Regions from separate parts of the Mus musculus genome. Here region 1 is linked to region 2. A link is a contact called in public HiChIP or PLAC-seq data. All regions are on one chromosome and are shown on one strand. Each heading gives the region's core, a stretch centred on a gene start, on an enhancer-like site or on the middle of the called end of the contact. The rest is flanking DNA. Distances are from core to core; before and after follow the strand shown. Region 1 holds the start of Krt80 (keratin 80). Region 2 holds the start of Acvr1b (activin A receptor, type 1B).

What was found. HiChIP or PLAC-seq counts read pairs in DNA pulled down with a chosen protein or histone mark.
Region 1: an HNF4G HiChIP or PLAC-seq map of pancreatic cancer cells shows a contact between it and region 2. The contact joins the promoter of Krt80 here to the promoter of Acvr1b in region 2. A contact is called at or near these places in 2 of 115 datasets of contacts at active chromatin or transcription factors (microglia and pancreatic cancer cells) and 1 of 9 other capture datasets (adipose tissue).

The regions. Positions count from the first base shown.
Region 1 is chr15:101,368,339-101,372,542 of GRCm38.p6, reverse strand. Krt80 (keratin 80) reads left to right here and starts at 2,381. Exons shown (of 9, transcript NM_028770.3): 1 at 2,381-2,788. The coding sequence starts at 2,489. The region is part of intron 1 of Gm35853 (a long non-coding RNA gene); the gene reads right to left. It overlaps Mir1941 (microRNA 1941), which reads right to left and starts at 3,191; the gene lies at 3,109-3,191.
Region 2 is chr15:101,171,397-101,175,591 of GRCm38.p6, reverse strand. Acvr1b (activin A receptor, type 1B) reads right to left here and starts at 1,520. Exons shown (of 9, transcript NM_007395.4): 1 at 1,357-1,520. The coding sequence starts at 1,447.

The DNA of each region.
Region 1 (4,204 bases), core at 1,132-3,631, 200 kb before region 2:
AGATCCTCATATCCTTGCCAGCTGGCATTGCCCAGACCCAAGCATGCCTGGAGCATATCCAGGAAGCACCTGGGAAGTCTCCAGTGAAACTCAACATTCCTTATCTCTTGCTACCCTTACTACCACAGACTTTGATTTGATAGGCACTCAGTCCCTGGGGCCCTGGGTCCTAACAAGACCTGGAGAGGATCCTATCTGAGCTCAGCAAAAGTAGATGCCCTTCCAGTCTGAGAGGGAAAGCCTCTGGTCAGAGACAACCTGTTCAAATGGGTCTCAGGGATGCCAAGGAGAGGGAAGTAGAGCCAGAGGAGGTTAGGGGTCATGGGAGGACTTCCTCAGGAAGGACCAAGAAGTAGGTGGGGCAGAGCTGTAGAGTTTGTTTATTTGGGGCTTTTTTTTTTCTGCTGTTCCTGTTTGGCAATCACAGCCGTGGCAGTCAAAGTCACCTCAGCACCCAAAGAGAGCTCGGAGCCGGGGGGGGGGGGGTGGCAACAGATAGCTCCCATGTCCCACCCAGTAGCCATTCTTCTAGGGAGTCAAGAGCATCCCTAAGGAAAGCCCCCAGAGACAAAGGCCTCCATGTCGGCTGGGAGTGACCACTGACTGTGACTTACCAAGAACCTGTCAAATTCAGTGGGACGTGACAGGCTGAACTGAGCGTTAAGAGGAACCGACCTGACCAAAGCAAACAATAAGGAGACAAAACCAGCTTCGTTCTTGGTCCCCCGCCCTTCCGGTGGCTTCCAAAGTCACCATAAACAACCAGTGCCCTGAGACCAGGCACGCCACCCCACCCTCTGTACTGAGGACAGTGAATTCATTTGGCATATGCCTTAAATGGAGGCAATGGTAAGGACAGAGAGAACACTCAGGCCGTACCAAGCGCAGATGCCACTGGCTGCCCCCTCAGAGCACTCTGGGCTGACCAGGAAGGGTATGCCACTAGATCTGACAGCATGCCATTCAGATACCAGAAGAAGACGGTGGGAGGTTGGGGCGGCCATACCAGACACACCAGGCTGCTGAGTGGGGTACATATAGCATGCCACAGAAGTAGGGCATACATTGTCCTGGGAACCCAATTACCCACGGTAGATCCTGGAATCCAGGATCCAGACAGACTCCTGATGCAGAATTCTGTATCCAAGTGAACCAGAAGTGCCCATTCATGGGAACCAGGCCTGGACCCCAGGCAGGTGTAGGTCATGTGGCTCAACCATCATGCCTGGTTAAAATGTGTGACTGCCTCGGTCCCCTCAAAGGCCGAGTCCCCTTGGTTTTTACAGACACACCCTTCTCTGAGCTCAGGGAGATTATGCTGGACCTAGCAGGGTGGGTAAGAAGAGGCCATCTCTGGATAAGGAAGAGCAGGCCCTGGCTGAGCACTGGGCTGAGAACCTTTGTAGTTTCCAGAAATTCCTTGGGCACCTTGATGCCTGTTTCCGTACCAGATTTTCCATGAAGAAGGTAGAAGCTGTACGGGTAGCCATGGAGGAGGAACGGGAAGAAGAGTGAAGGAGAAGGCAGGGCAAGGAGCTGGACACCTGGAGGCAGAACTACAGCCAATCAGAGACCCTCTTGGCCCCTGGAGCGGGGGGGGGGGGGGGGGGGGGGGAGAGGACTCTGAACCCAGGCCAGCTGTTTGGAGTGGGTCCTCTACTCTGCTTGTGACTGAAATCTTAAGCCCATTTTTCAGATGAGGGTAAAATACAGCCACATAATTGAGGTTTTCTACCAGTGGGAACAACCAAGCTGACTCCGCACGCAACCCAATGTCACGTCACGTTTCAAAAACCAAGAGCTCTAGGCCTCGGTCATGTGCTTCCTGCAGGCCTTGAGTCAGTGGGGTGCACTCGGCTGGTCCTCAGTAAGGGAGAGAGGGCAAGAGGGAATGGGAAATTAGCAGGGGACACTGACAGATGGATAAGATAAATAATAAGGGGGCTGTTTTCCAACAACAGCCTGGCATGGCGCCCAGGGCAGTCATCACCCTTGGAGCTCAGGGCTACACTTGCTTCATCTTTTCCAGAAGTATGCGAGCCCAGATACGTCAGCCTTTCGGTATGCAGCGTGATCTGTGGCTGGCTGCCCGCCTTTCTCCCTGCTCCTTCCTTCAGAACTTCGCCTTCTTGGCACTGACCACCCGGCCCCACCCTGCCCCACCCAGCCAGCCCGGCCGCAGGCCCCCTCCTCAGTCAGGCCCCTCTTGCAGGGGACTGTGACAAGCCCCTTCAACAAGGCAGAGCCCCTGTAGGGCAGACAGAAAGCTGTGGTACGGGGAGGGCGGGAGCCACATCATCTAACTAACAGGTTGGTCTGGCTTGGAGGAGTCCCGCCCTCCTGTAGCTAATGAACACTATGCAACAGGTGTTTTCGCCTCAGTCCCCAGCCGGCCCTGGATGTGACAGGAGGCGGCTGCCAGCCACCAACTCCAAATCTCCCTAGCTCACTGGTGAGCCCTCCGGCTCCCAGGCCCAGGGGGGCCACCATGGCCTACCGCTCCTGCGTCGTTGGCTTCAGCAGCCTCAGCGGCTGTGAGATGACCCCTGCGGGCAGTCCCCAGCCTGGGACCTCAGGATGGGGCAGCTGTGGGCTCCCTGGGCCTGGCTTCAGCTCTCGAAGCCTCACAAGCTGCAGGCCAGCTGGCACCATCCCCAAGGTGACTGTGAACCCCAGCCTGCTGGTGCCTCTGGACCTCAAGGTGGATCCAGCTGTTCAACAGCAGAAGAATCAAGAAAAGGAGGAGATGAAGGCTCTCAATGATAAATTTGCCTCCCTGATTGGCAAGGTGAGCTAAGTGGGAGAGGGCACCAAAACAGAAGGGCCCCAGGCTTTCCAGGTGACCTGGCTGGTGGTTCCCTGAGCATCGGTCATGCCCCGCCCCTGATCCCAGCCAATGGGGATGCAGCATGGCTAAACCTGCAGAGATGGGTTAGGGAAACCTGATACATCCTGGTGTCTGGGGTGAAAGGAACTTCAGGGTGACTCTGCGGGGTACTGGATAAGGGTGCACTACCTGGCTGGGGATGGGAGGGCTCCGTGTACCCCTGTAACAGTCAAGGGGTGCTTCTCGGGATGGCCTATGGAGGTGTGGCCTGCTGACTTCTGCCCAGGTGGGTGGATGGGAGATACTGCTAAGATGCCCTCAAAACCCCAAGCCTCTGTACCAGCATCTCCCTCCCACCCTGCTGGCTTTCCCCATTCATCCGTAGAGCCACTGTTCTGGCAGGTCCAAAGGGGTGGGGGTGGGAGCGGGGGCAGAAGGAGGCTGCCATGGAGTTTGTATGAGTAAAGACGCAACTTTGGCTTGTCAGGAGAAAGGAATGTAGAGGACTGTGTCAGAATCCAGCCAGCAGCCAACAGTTGGCCTGCTTTGCACTCACCTAGGTGGAAGGAACAGGCCCCTAACAACATGGCCCCCACACTTCCTAGACTCACTGCCTGCAGCTAGCCTAGGGCTTCAGGAAGTCCTGTCTACCTTCCAAGCCTGTGCCCACTCAACCACTCCAAGAAGCCTCTGTGAACAATCCTCCCAGCCCTGCTTCCTCCTGTGTCAGAGCCGCACTGACTGAACTACACACTGGTGTGCTAGGCACCACAGGGCACCTCACAGGTTCACCTCAAATCCCCTTAACTGTAAAGAAAGACATCTCATGACTTTGCGCAGAACAGGGAACCCTGGCCAGTCCTTATCTGCCTCTTGGTTTCTGAGTCTGCAAACCCTTGCACATTTCTGGGGTCCTGAGCTGTGGGGGTGTACAGACAGACAGGCAGTGAGAAGAGAGTGCCACGTGTGGCCTGGATGCCTGAATGCCACAGGAACGTAGCAAGGCGGCGGTGGGCCAGTGCTAACTAACATCACTACAAACGTTGTTTTCCCAGCTGTGCAGATGAGGCAATAGGACCAGAGAGACTCATTGCATTGCCCAGAGTCACAGAGCCAACAACTGATACGGTTTATATTTAAACTCAGGTCTGTGTGTGTATGATGTGTATGATGTGTATGTGTGTATGACAGACAGACAGACAGACAGACAGACAGACAGACAGACAGACAGATAGACAGAGACAGAGAGAGAGAGAGATCTGAGGCAGAAATGGTGTCTTTCCCTGCCTCTTCTGACTAGTTCAGAGTCTCCTCATTTACATCCAAGATGCCCACATTGGGGGAGGAGCAAGAAGACCTTTCCACAGCTGCAGATGG
Region 2 (4,195 bases), core at 271-2,770:
CCACAGACAGACAGACAGACAGACAGACAGACAGACACACACACACACACACACACACACACACACACACACGAACTTCCATTGCTGGAAGGTTGGGGGCGGCTGAGAAGCCAAAGCAGAAGGCTTTGTACAATGGGAGCAGCAAATACAACCCCTAATTGTCTCACCATATCCATCTGTGGGTCAATAATCACTTCGATGCAACTGCCAAATATAACCTTCTTCTGTAACCCCAATGCCAAAGCACATTTGAGAATACTACCAGATGAAATATTTTAGGGTTTCACCGGCTCTTCCCAGCCTCACAAGCCTCATAAACAACACAGCCGGTGTAGTGTCCCACAGAAACGTCTCCACCTCTGTACTGGGAAAGGTGGGGGTGGGCCTGGCCACACAAGGCCCTTAAGGCTGGAAGGTAAGGGGTGTGTGTGGAGGGTGGGTGCCGGGAGGAGGGACTGTGTGTCAAGGCAAAAGTACTGACCAAGGGCCAGGGAGACGGTCCAACCGTGGGGGTCTTTAAATAATTGGGGGTGGGGGGGTTGGAAGCAGTTTTCAGGATCTCACCTGAAAAGCATCCTCGGAGTGATTAACTGAATGGGCCCCCTGGGGCGGGGTGGGGGAGGTGAGGAGGCATGCAAACACACATACACCTAGATTCAGATTAACAGCTGGGGAACTAGGTTTTCACAGGGTTGGAATGGCTCTGAGGCCAATCTCCAAAAAGGTTTAGGGGCCTGCTCGCCCCATTTCCTCCAAACAGCGTCTACAGGCATGGATATCCGAGGTGGGTGGGAGGGGGGTGCCCTGCAGAACCCAAGGAGCTGAGCGAAAGAAGGGGGAATGTGACTCCGGTGCCTAGACCATCAGGGTGGCAGGGGAAAGAGGGTAGGGGCACCCCATGATGAAGGGAGGCTTAGAGACCCCTACCCTCCTAGCCTAGGGTACGCATAGGCTCTCGGCAACAGAACACATCGGAGAAACAAGCCCCCCATCGTCGAACCCCACAATCTTGGCGGGAGAAAAGGCGCCCCCAGGAGCATCTGCTGGCAGGGAATAACCCCCCTCGCACGGACGCGCTGAAGGGCAGGAGCCAGGGACCTCCACATCTCGAGGAAGCCTGGGGTGGGAGCGGAGGGTGCAGGAGGCGCGACCCCCTGGGCGCCCCGGTCGGGCTCCGTCTGGAAGAGCGCGCGGGTCCCCAAGGCTGACCCAGCGCCACCCCGGCCCTCCGCGCCCCCCGCCCGGCCATATTGCGCGGCTGGGGAGGGGGCGCGCCCGAGCCCCACGGCGAGCGCGAGGCCTCGCCTGGCCGTCTGTATCCCGCGCCCCCCCCCCCCATCCCCGCCCCGGACTCACCCTGGATCCCCCGGGGCCCGGACCCGCCGCTGCCGGCGAGCAGGAGGACAACAAGGGGGAAGAAGGAGGAGGCTCCGGCCGACTCCGCCATAGTAACCGCCGCCGCAGCCCAGCAGCGCCCAGCGCGCGCGCGCGCCCCCGGCGCCTCTCTCCCTCCCTCCCTCCCTCCTCCCGCCCGCCCGCGCGCGCCCGGCTCCTTCGCTCCGCGCCGGCACGTGAGCTCCCGGGAGCCGGTGCGGCCGCCGCCGCGCGCGCCCCCGAAGGGCGGGGCCGGGTGCGCGCGTGCGCCCGCCTTAAAGGGGAGGGTCCCTGTTAAAGGGGCGGAGGCTCTCGCCTCGGCCAACCTCGCGCACCCGTGCGGAGCTGAGCCGAAAGCGGGGGAGGCCGGGTCCGCCGACCGACAGTCTCCCTCCTCCCTCCGCGGAGTGGCCGCGCCGGCGCCCGTCCTCCTTCCTTCCCCCAGCCCCGACCCTCCGGCCCGTTGTGTCCCGCTGGGTTCGTCGCCAGAGTCTCCTGACCGGCGTCCCCTCGAGGCTCCCTCCCGCTGCAGCGAGCTGGACACAACTACCTGTGCGAGCGAGCGTCTGTGTTTTCGAAATGTAGCTAGGCTGGCACGGCTGACAGCCTTGGTGAGGGTGCTGGCCAGGTAGAACCATTTTGGGAAACAATGTGACAGCACCTATCAGACAGCTTCACAAAACGCATTGCATTTGCCCGGCATTTCCTCCTGTCTGTCTTCAGGAAATAATGAGGCTAAATATTTACGCAAAATGTTCCCTTGCTTATTTATCATTGGAAAAAGCTGGAAACTAGAGAAGCAATCATAGAAGCTTAGATAAACTGTGGCTCACTCATGTGAAGGAGCACTAGTGATTAAAAATCGGTTTACAAAAACTAATGGCGCGAGGAAATGTTACTCCATGTTAAATGAAAATGTAAACACCAACCTTTACAATAAATTTTTGTGGATGATATGTATGCATGTATGCGTAGGAGAAAAGGGAACGATATTACTCAATATTACTACTAAGGTTTTCAGTTTGTTTTTGAGACAGAGTCTTATTATGTTGTCCAGGCTGGCCTCAAACTCACTGAGAACTGCCTGTTTCTGCTTCTCAAGTGCTGGGTCTAAAGGTGTGTGTGCCACAGAGGCAGGCTGAAATAATTTTTTGTTTCTCCTTTAAGTATTCCAGTAACTTCTAAATAGTTTCCAGATAAACATTACTTTCAAACCTAGTAGGAAATACTTATAAAAGGCAAATGATCCCGTATCTTTCTGAAGAGCTCACAAGAGACTTTGGGATCTGTATTCTGCTTCTGATAACCAACTAGGAGAAAACAGGCAACATCTTAGCCTTTCAAAGTCATAGATAGTTTCATGTGTGAGACCAAGGGATAGAGAAGACCGTCAAGAAGGAGGGAGGGAGGAGAGGCAGGCAGATCTCTTGAGTTCTGGGACAGTGTGGTCTACAGAGTGAGTCCCAGAAGAGCCAGGACTACTCAGAGAAACCTGTCTCAAAAACAAACAAACAAACAAAAAACCCAAACCAACCAACAAACAAACAAAGGTGGGGGGCGCTGTTCTGACATCTTACCTTATAATTGTCTCCAACACAAAGAACCCAAGGAAAACAGGACTTCTGGTCTCATTCCCCAGGTACAACACACAAACACACACAAGTAGAAAGTCAAACTGGTGCTTAGTGCATAGCTGGGTAAATAAACACCACCATTTTTATTCTTTTTACCCTCAATCATGACCTGCCCCCCAAAAGTAGCCTACTTCTCCAAGTCTGTCTTACTGGTCTACCCAACTATGCTGTATCTATCCTCCTTTAGGCCCCCAGCTGTGGTCCAACAGTACTGAGGGCCACTGGACCAAAGTTGGCATTACATAACAAATTTATTCTCTGTTTACTCTGAAGCTTAGAAACCCCAAATCACTTGGCCACGTTCCATCAAACTCTTCAGAAATGACTCCTTCCCTTTGAGCTTCCGGTAGTTCCCAGAATCCTTGGTGCCCCATCTTCACATGGCAGTCTTCTCTCCCAGCCTGTGTCTCCACATCCAAGTCTGGGGAGATGGCTTAATTGGTAAAGTGCCCACTGTGTTACTACAAGGACCCAAGTCCAGATCTCCAGCACCCAGATAGAAAACAGGTGCACAGCTCACATCTGTGAGCCCTAGCAGTAGGAGGGCAGGAACAAGCAGACCCCAGAGTCTCACTGGCCAACCAAGCTTCAAGTTCAACAAAGATCTGTTCAAGGTAAGGTGGTGGGCCAGCAAGATAGCTTAGCAGGTAAAGGTGCTTGTTGCCAAACCTGATGACTGGAGTTGACACAGAGAACAGACTCCCACAGATTGTCTTCTGAGTTCTACATGTGCATCGGGACATGCATGCCTTTACTCCCAGATAGATGACAGACAGACAGACAGATGAATAGATAGATGGATGGATAGATAGGTAAAAGGTAAACAATAGATGATAGATGGATAGATAGGTAATAGGTAGATAACAGATGATGGATGATGGATGGATAGATAGATAGATAGATAGAGATAGGGTGAAGATCAATAAAAGAAGATGACCACTGTTGACCTCTGGTCTCCATGTGTGTACATGTGAGTGAGCGAGCACACCTTTACACATATCCATATAGTGCTAACAAATACAAATTATCTGTCATCAGAATAGCAATGGTCATTTTTCAGGGCCCTCCCTGATCCAGTATGAATCCAAGTCCTTCTGTCCTTCTTTCTTCCTGCTCTTTTATTTGTTTGTTTTTCTTTTTTCTTTTTTTTCAGATAATGGTTTTTTTTTTTTTTTTTTTTTTTTTTT